Regions from separate parts of the Hordeum vulgare genome. Here region 1 is linked to region 2. A link is a contact called in public Hi-C data. All regions are on one chromosome and are shown on one strand. Each heading gives the region's core, a stretch centred on a gene start, on an enhancer-like site or on the middle of the called end of the contact. The rest is flanking DNA. Distances are from core to core; before and after follow the strand shown. Region 1 holds the start of LOC123452280 (cytochrome b5). Region 2 holds the start of LOC123452274 (MADS-box transcription factor 14-like).

Region 1 (4,430 bases), core at 1,476-3,975, 540 kb before region 2:
ATGCTGTCTCTCTTTTGAATGTTGTAAGACTGTCGGTTTCTTTAAGGGAAACCGACGAGGGGAGGCTCGTTGTTTCAAAAAATAGAAAATAAAATAAATAACAGGTTGCTTCTGAATTTAAAAGGGGTAAGCTGCTCGTATGCTGCGCCGTTTTGCCCCGAAATAGCACCATTTTGACAGGTACAAGATGTGCCCTTCTACCTTTCATTCTTCTGAAAGAAAATGGTGTGCTCATCTGCAGTTAGTTTGGCAAACAGACTGACGGCCCTAAATAATTTTTGTGTTTTGAGATGAGGCCGTACAAAACTGACTGCGGTTACCCAATTTTCATTCTAGTAATGGAACCAGGGAGCAAACCTCCCCAATGATCTAAAAATATCTTCGATCAATAATCATCAGGCAACGTTACTAATCAAAAAACAGGAACTTGTATCATTCAGAGCAAAGAAACCGAAACATAACAGCGTTACTACAAATTACATTACATGTCATGATATATGGCAGCACAAGAAATCCCGGAAACAATTTACCTTTGAAAGGCGCTGTTTCCATGCCCTCCAAAACATCCTCGTCTGCAACGAAGAATAATTGGACATTGTTGAAGGGAGCCATGCTTTGGCTCAGAAGCTTCATGGTGTTGTCTCTGCTGAGTCTCGGAGATCACAGGACATATGCTGCCTATGGCCTGACATATATACCCATGAGGAGTCAAAGATGCAGTGCAGTGGAAGGATCAGGGATATGGTTCACCCGTAGCTATTGGTTTGTTGGCTGGCTGCAGTTGCAAGCAAGCCCCGAGTTCAGAAGCTCAGCAGTCAGCACCACCTTCCACATGTTGGTTTTTGCTCTGCCTTCAAGCAACACCATCCATTCCAAGTGAGAGTTCTGCACAATACAATCAGGTAAGGAGTACATTTCCAGGTTACTAGCACATGAGAAATTTCTCCAACTATTACCTAGTGATGGTGAAACATCCCCAGTAGAGAAGTGTCGAGGGTCCGGCAAAAATTACCTGCTATCTTTCTGAAGTCTACTGCCCAACTATCTACACCTTGTGAGGTGACACAAGGGGAAGAAAAACGAATAGGAAAATATGTGGAAGAAATGCTTGCACAGGAAGCTTTCAACAAATGTCGACTCAAATGGAGGGGCCACCAAATCCCATTTTACATCTTGAATGTTACGAAAGAACAAGTTACACAAAAGTCTTCAGGGTTATTTCGGAGGAAGTGAGAGAGATTGAAAAACTACAATATTCAGAAATAGCAGTACTCTGGCGTATCCCCGGAAAATAACAAAAATAGAAGCAGTAATGGCATGGAAGAAATTTGTGCCAGCAGCTGCCTCGAGGCGTAAGAGGGTTTACATCACACACATGGTTCAGGTTTTGTAATGAATCCATCCATTGAATGGCAATGATAAAATAGTAGCGCAAATTTTGTTGACAAATATTTGACTCAAGTACCTAATGGCTCAATACAGCAATGTGTCTTTGCCTTTGGACAGAAGTACATAATCTCTCCATCCATAATCAGCTATAAATGGGTTGGTTACCCCAAAATGGTCATTCAATCAACCTATAACCGATCATCACTTCTTTCGTGCATACAATATGGCAACAACGGCTGATATCCCGACTGCTGCTACGGGAACGGCCCAGTACTGCGCCGCATAGGCTACCAGCTTGCTGGCAAAGTCCATGTCCTGCTCTTTCCTGAAAACCTCCATCTCAGGCATGTCAGGTGTTTCGTCCAAGTCCAACTCCCCAATGAAGTAATCCTTCATCAGCTCCTTGGCATCCTTGCTGTGGCCTGCATCTTCAAATTCCTCGGTGCCATCCATACCTTCAGACAGATTATCATATATGAACAGATGGCCTAGGAGAGAATAAAATGTGCTGAACAAGAACATGAAAACAGGAGGAGAGAAGCGTTACCAGTCACGGCAAGCAGAACATCAGCACCCCCAGGATGGTCATCCAAATATGCGGTCACATCATAAATCTGCAATGTATTCATCAACGCCGCATGAGGTCTCCACACAATCAGAATAGTGGAGCATATTGCCAAGTACTGCAATGCGTATCTACTCTCTGCTGACACAAATTCTATTCCGTTCAAAGCCCTCAACATGGGCATCTGCTGCGGTTGCTTTCAACAGAGGGACACAGCCTCCACAAATAAGATACCACGGCACAACCGTCCCACGAGGACTAAACCTTGCATCGCCACTGCACAGGATTGGTCACTCGCAGAGACGTTCGGTTTCGATTTCTGCAGCCTTCTCACTGACAAAGCGAGCGCAGGACCTCCTAGGCATTCGGTCGAACAGGCTACGGGCGGGGGCCGAAGCCCAACTAGCAACGACCAAGCGCGTCCACACACCCCTACCTACCGATCTTAGGGGCACTATAGCTGAAGCCAGATCGGCAGCGGGAAGTACGAGGGAGGGGCTAGCGGCGGCGCTACCTTGCCGTCGACGACGATCCAGCAGTCGTCCGGGGTGTTGTGGAGGGCGGCCTCCTTCATGCTGTACAGCTTCGTCAGCGTCGGCATCTCGCTCTCGCTCTCGCTCTCGCTGTCCGATCGGCGGTGGGCGAGGGAATACTGCTGTACGGAGTGGGTGGAATCTGCCCCGGCTTGCAGAGGAAGGAGGAGGGTGGGTATCTGGATTCTGGACCAGGTATCTGTTCTTCAATCTGCCGCCGGTTGCCTTGCAGAGAAAGAAGAACTGCTTTGGGGGATTTCGGGGAGTTTGGGGGTTGGGTTTAGGCCTCGTGGGCCTAGAATAATGGACGGTCGCAGTCCGCTAACGCAAGGCAGCAGCCCCGCCAAATTGATGGCCCATAGCCCCCAGAGGTTGTTTCTCTTTTGTGTGATGGGCGGGAGCAATTAGTTAACGAGCTCTTCCTCGGAAACCTTCTGCGTGCCGTCACTTGATGCGTTCCGAGCTGCTGCCACGTATTGTGTTCTAAGCGTTTTTTTTATTTTTTTTCTATTATTTTTTCACACGCGTTTTTGTCTTTTTGAGTGGTTTTTTTCAGATTTTTTTGGTATTTTGGTTTTTCATCAGTCTTTCGTAACTTTTGGATGAAATTTTTTTAAAATCTTTTTGCAAAAAAACATGTTTTTTGTTATTTTACGTGAAAAACACGTTTTTTGTTTTTTTTGAGAAGCACGGTTCTCCTTCGGCGAGAGGCACGGTTTTGCCTTCGCGAGAGACACGGTCATGCCTCTCGAAAAAGGAAAATCGCGTTTTTTTGCGAGAAGCATGGTTTTGTTTTCGCGAAAGGCACGATTTTACCTTCACGAGAGGCACGCCCATGCCTTTCGGGAAGGAAAAAAAACGAGTTTTTTTTTGCGAGAGACACGGTTTTGCTTTCGCGAAAGGCATGGTTTTGCCTTCGCGAGAAGCACGTCTGTGCCTTTCGAAAAGGAAAAAACGCGTTTTTTTTTACGAGAGGCACGATTTTGCCTTCGCGGGAGGCATGCCCGTGCCTTTCCGAAAGAAAAAAACACGTTTTCTGTTTTTTTCACGAGAGGCACGGTTTTTCTTCCACGAAAGGCACGGTTTTGCCTTCACGAGAGACACGCTCCGAATGAAAAAAAACACGTTTTCTGCTCTCTTTTTTTTTCCGCAAGAGGCGCGGTTTTTCCGTCCGTTTTTTTCTTCCGGTTTTTTCATGAAAAAAATAGTTCGTAAAAACCTATCAACACGAGATCTAGTTTTGAAGATCTCGACGCGAGAAAGCCAACGGTGAATACTGTTCGAGATTTAGACGCACGGTTTAGGAAATAAAACGTTTTAAAAATACGGATCTACGAAAAAGGGAAAACGCATAGGTTGCGACAAGTGACACGCATGCAGTGTGCCACTTGTCGCGACGTGTGGAGGTGAGAGTAATTGTTGGAAGATGTATTCGCTAATTAGTGATTTCGCTGATGGGGAGGAACAAAGGGATGTTAGCTCAAAAGAAAAAAAGGAACACATGGATGTTCAATCGTACATACAGAAAAAAAAACTTATAAATCTTTTTCTTTGTGGGGAAAAAACTTATAAATCTTGATTGATATATAGTTATCAAATGAGGTGATGACCACGGTATAAGGTGTTAGGTAACGTAGCATAAATTCAAAATTTTCCTACACATATTCAGATCTTCCTATGGAGAGACCAGCAACGAGAGAGGGGTAAGAGCATCTTCATACCTTTGAAGATCGCTAAGCGGAAGCGTTGCTAGAACGCGGTTGATGGAGTCGTACTCGCAGCGATTCCGATCTAGTGCCGAACTACGGCACCTCCGCGTTCAACACACGTGCAGCCCGGTGACGTCTCCCGCACCTTGATCCAGCAAGGAGGAGGGAGAGGTTGGGGAAGAACTCCAGCAGCACGACGGCGTGGTGTCGATGGAGAGACGAGGTCTCCCGGCA
Region 2 (4,376 bases), core at 321-2,820:
TCTTTTCTCAATGGTTGTATGTACACATAAGTCTGTTACTTTTGTACAATAATTATGTCATGGAGGTCTTTCTTGGTCTATGTGCAAATCTCTGTATGCACGATTTTTGGCGGACGGAGGGAGTACACGACATATTCACAAGCAAAAAAGAAAAAGTTGGACATGGCATATTCGCAAAAAAAGAAATAAGAAAAGAGAAGAGATGTGCATGGCATGATTGTGAAACCTATCCTCATCGATCGTAAAAAGCGGTATTGGTATTTTTAGGGGAATAAAGAGCGCTATTGGTGGTTGCTGGTTACATCGAATGGTTGCAAAGTGGTCATTTGACAAGCACGCATGTGGGCTTTATCTGTTTGTCATCATAAACGATAAATGGGTCAAGATTCACAGATCAGAGAATACGTCGTCAAAGGCTCGAACACTTCACTGCGTGGTCTACTGGGCCCAATAGCAGTTTTAGTGAACAAACCATTTTAGTGCTGCAATAGTTTCAGCACGATCCTTTGTACCGAGAAGCCGGTCACCGCAGATATATCACATGCACTTTCCGCATTTTTTTAATATTATATCACATGCACAGTTCTACTACAAGACATACACAGAGCGTTTATTTTTTTTGTGAGAAGGAAAACACATGAGCCGTTTCAACATCGCATGATTCGACGCTGGGCAACAGTGTATTGATGGGTGGAGGACTGGTCGGCGCACACGCGCGCACAGTACCCCTACTCCGGCGGGAGTATCTTCCATTCATTCCAGAAATACGCGGGTCGGCCAAAAGTAGAAAAATACACTGCGCCGACCCAACCCAACCCACACGCAGCAACGGTTCGCGTCAAAAGTCCAGCTCAATCACGCACGCACACGGTAGACGCGCTGCGAGCGGAGGCGGAACCCATCCGTGTCTGCCCGCCCGCCCCGCAGCCGCCCTCCCAAACGGGACAAGCGGGGGCGGCCCAAAACGAGCAAGGAAAGCAGCCTCCTACTGTGGCAGCCCGCCCCCACGACCACCATCTCGCCTTCCATTTCCCTGGACGGACCAGAGCCGTCCCGAGCCGCCCCTGACCTAGCCAGCCAGCATTTCCTGTTTCGTCCCGCGCCGCCGTGACGTGACCGAGAAAAGCAAAAGAGGAAAAAGCGAAAATGCTAAAGGAAAAAACTCTGCTCTTTTATTCCTTCCATATCTACTCCAGCCTAGGGTACACACACACACACTATATATATATATATATATATATATATATATATATATATATATATATATATATAAGTAGAAAAAAGAAGAAGAAAATGTTGCTCTACTGCTCTATGGTGTGGGTTTGTGGCGAGAAAAAATGATTTGGGGAAAGCAATATGGGGGAGATTCGCGCGTACGATCGTCCGACACGTCGACACGGGGCGGGCCCGCGGTGGGGCATCGTGTGGCTGCAGGACCGCGGGGCCCCGCGGCGCGGGCCGGGCCAATGGGTGCTCGACAGCGGACATGCCCCAGACCAGCCCGGTATTGCATACCGCGCTCGGGGCCAGATCCCTTTAAAACCCCCTCCCATCGCCCTGCCGGAACCCTCATTTGGCTATCCCCTCTCCCCTCCCACTTCACCCAACCACCTGACAGCCATGGCTCCGCCACCTCGCCTCCGCCCGCGCCTCTGGGAGTAGCCGTCGCGGTCGCTCGCTCGCTCGCTCGCTGCTGCCGGTGTTGGCCCGGTCCTCGAGCGGAGATGGGGCGCGGGAAGGTGCAGCTGAAGCGGATCGAGAACAAGATCAACCGCCAGGTCACCTTCTCCAAGCGCCGCTCGGGGCTGCTCAAGAAGGCGCACGAGATCTCCGTGCTCTGCGACGCCGAGGTCGGCCTCATCATCTTCTCCACCAAGGGAAAGCTCTACGAGTTCTCCACCGAGTCATGGTAAATTATGTACGCGCTGTCTTAAATTTCTCCCCCCCAATCCGCCCTGGGCTTCGATTTCCTCCGCGCCGTTCCGGTCCGGCGAGGCGACCCGGCCGGCCCCAGGGCCTTCTCCATTTCCGCGCTGCTGCTGCTTGGTTCATCCGGTTTGCTCGCTCGCTGTTTCCTTCGGATTCTGCCGTCGCTGCTTGCTCGTTTTTTCTTAGAATCGATGGCGGAGCTGGCGCTCCCCGCGGCCGCGATTTCTTGCTATGGGGGTAGGGCGTGCGACGGGTCGCGCCGCTATTTTATGCTCCGCCATCGCCGGGAAGGTTGTTCATCTCGCGTATTTTGGGGAAATTTTGGTCCTGGACGCGCCAGGTGGCACCCCAAGTGGAAGGGTTAGGACGGTAATCTTTTGATATTTTCACGGACCGGGGATACTTATGTAACAAATTTATTTTGGATTAAAAGTGACATTTGCGTCCGCAATTTAGCACGCTACCTCATCTTCTCATTTCGAATCTTACTAGGCGCTAGAATACTTCGTTGCCCGCCTCATCAAATCCGTGCTTGCTGCTTGAACAAATGAACCTTGTCATCTCGTTTCTTTCCAGAATTTTGTGCTACAGGCTTTACTATCATCCGTATTGCTAGCTCCGGCCTCCGGCCATGCGGCCATTTTGTTGTTTGCTCGGAGATGCTGCCTATGATACTTGACTAGCTCATGCATAGAATAATTGGCTCCAGCTGATGAAACTCCGAAATGAAGAGTCAAACCAAAAAGTAGAGAGTTCCTTCCAAATAAATACTATAACCCAGTCGCCAACATCAAAAGAAAGGGCCTGATGTTTATCATCATCGTAGTGCTTACTGCTATGCAGCCTAAAGGAGACACTCACGGATGTCTTGGAAAAACTGATTGCGGTCGATGATCTGGCGTTCCACCGCTTGATTGCGAATTTTGCCCGGCGTATAGTCTCGGAGTGAGGGGGGATCCTGTCCATAAACCACCCTGAAAGGACTGTCCTTCAATGCTGAGTGATACGAAGTGTTGTAGCAGTACTCCGCCCAAGGCAACCATTGTAGCCACTGGCGTGGACGATCCCCAGTGATGCAACGAAGGTACATAGTGGTGACGCGATTCACGGTCTCCGAAATCCTAACGTGAAAACCACATCTCTGTTCGAAACGATGGAGCTTGCAAAACCATGAAGTCAGACAATGTTGGAGACGAAGGCCTTAGCAACAAACTAAGCAGTGTATGGATGCGCCAAGGGAATGAAATGTGCATACTTGGAGAAACGATCCACGACGGTTAGGATCACACTTTTGCCGCACACCTTTGGGAGGGCCTCAATGAAATCCATGGAGATGTCTTCCCGGACACGAGATGAAAATGTCAAGGGCTATAACAAGCCGGTGGGATAAAACTGCTCCGTCTTATTGCGTTGATAAACCTGGCAAGCACGAATATACTGCTGAAGTGCTGCCCTTGCTTGCGGTAGATGGAAATCCCGGCGAAGATGATGAAGCGACTTCTGGATTCATGGCCCGTATCGTGGGCTACAGCTAGGACCTCCCCGACCAGCGACGACGCGGGTGGCACATAAGCTCGTTGCTGGAAGGTAACAACACCATCAACGAGAGCCCAAGGCTGGCCCAACTCACCAGATTCGAGCTGTTCCCAGAATGTGATGAGCGTCACGTCAGTGTGTGTTGCCCGACGGAGAGCTTCAAATAGATCAAAGGAAGGCCCAGTTATGGCAAGTGCCTAGGCAGCAGGAGCATCACGGCGAAAGAGCGTCGGCGACGATGTTTTGGCGACCTGGTTTATATTCCATCGTGAAGTCGAACCCCAACAACTTGCCCACCCAATGATGCTGTGGAATGGTAGCGAGGCATTGGTCCAACAAAAACTTCAGGATGTAATGGTCAGTTTTGATGACAAACGCACGTCCCCAACGATAGGGCCACCAGTGGTGCACGGCGTGCACCAGACCAATGAGCTCCCGCTCGTAAGCGGCGAGAGAAGCATGGCGTGGAGCGATGGTTTTGTTGAAGTAGGCGATGAGGCCGCCACCTTGATGCAGGACCGCCCCGAGACCAGATCCAGAAGCATCAGACTCCACAATGAATGAAACTGAAAAATCTGGCAGCTGAAGCACATGGGCGGTGGTAAGAGCTGTCTTGAGAGCTTCAAAGGCGGTAGTCGCTGCCGGCATCCAAAGAAATCCATCTTTCTTGAGGAGGGCCGTGAGGGGAGCTGCAATGGTGCCAAAATGCTGGATGAACTTGCGGTAGTAGCCTGCCAGGCCCAAGAAACTACGCACAACACGGACGTTGCACGGAACCGGCCAGTCTACCACGACGAGAACCTTGTCGCTGCCCATGGCAACTCCTGCCGTGGAGATCCCATGTAAGCCATGGTTTCCTCCCCAAAGGAACACTTGGAGCGCTTGAGAAACAACTGATGTGTGCGCATAGC

The links. Hi-C and Micro-C count contacts between places; a contact is called where the count stands out from the background.
Region 1: a contact with region 2 is called in a Hi-C map of seedling, with 7 times the contacts expected there. The contact joins the promoter of LOC123452280 here to the promoter of LOC123452274 in region 2. A contact is called at or near these places in 3 of 6 Hi-C or Micro-C datasets (leaf and seedling) and 1 of 1 datasets of contacts at active chromatin or transcription factors (embryo).

The regions. Positions count from the first base shown.
Region 1 is chr5H:528,696,952-528,701,381 of MorexV3_pseudomolecules_assembly, reverse strand. LOC123452280 (cytochrome b5) reads right to left here and starts at 2,725. Exons shown (of 3, transcript XM_045128914.1): 1 at 2,469-2,725; 2 at 1,937-2,003; 3 at 1,380-1,844. The coding sequence starts at 2,555. The coding sequence ends at 1,591. It also overlaps the pseudogene LOC123452281.
Region 2 is chr5H:528,155,081-528,159,456 of MorexV3_pseudomolecules_assembly, reverse strand. It overlaps LOC123452274 (MADS-box transcription factor 14-like), which reads left to right and starts at 1,570. Exons shown (of 8, transcript XM_045128907.1): 1 at 1,570-1,909. The coding sequence starts at 1,725.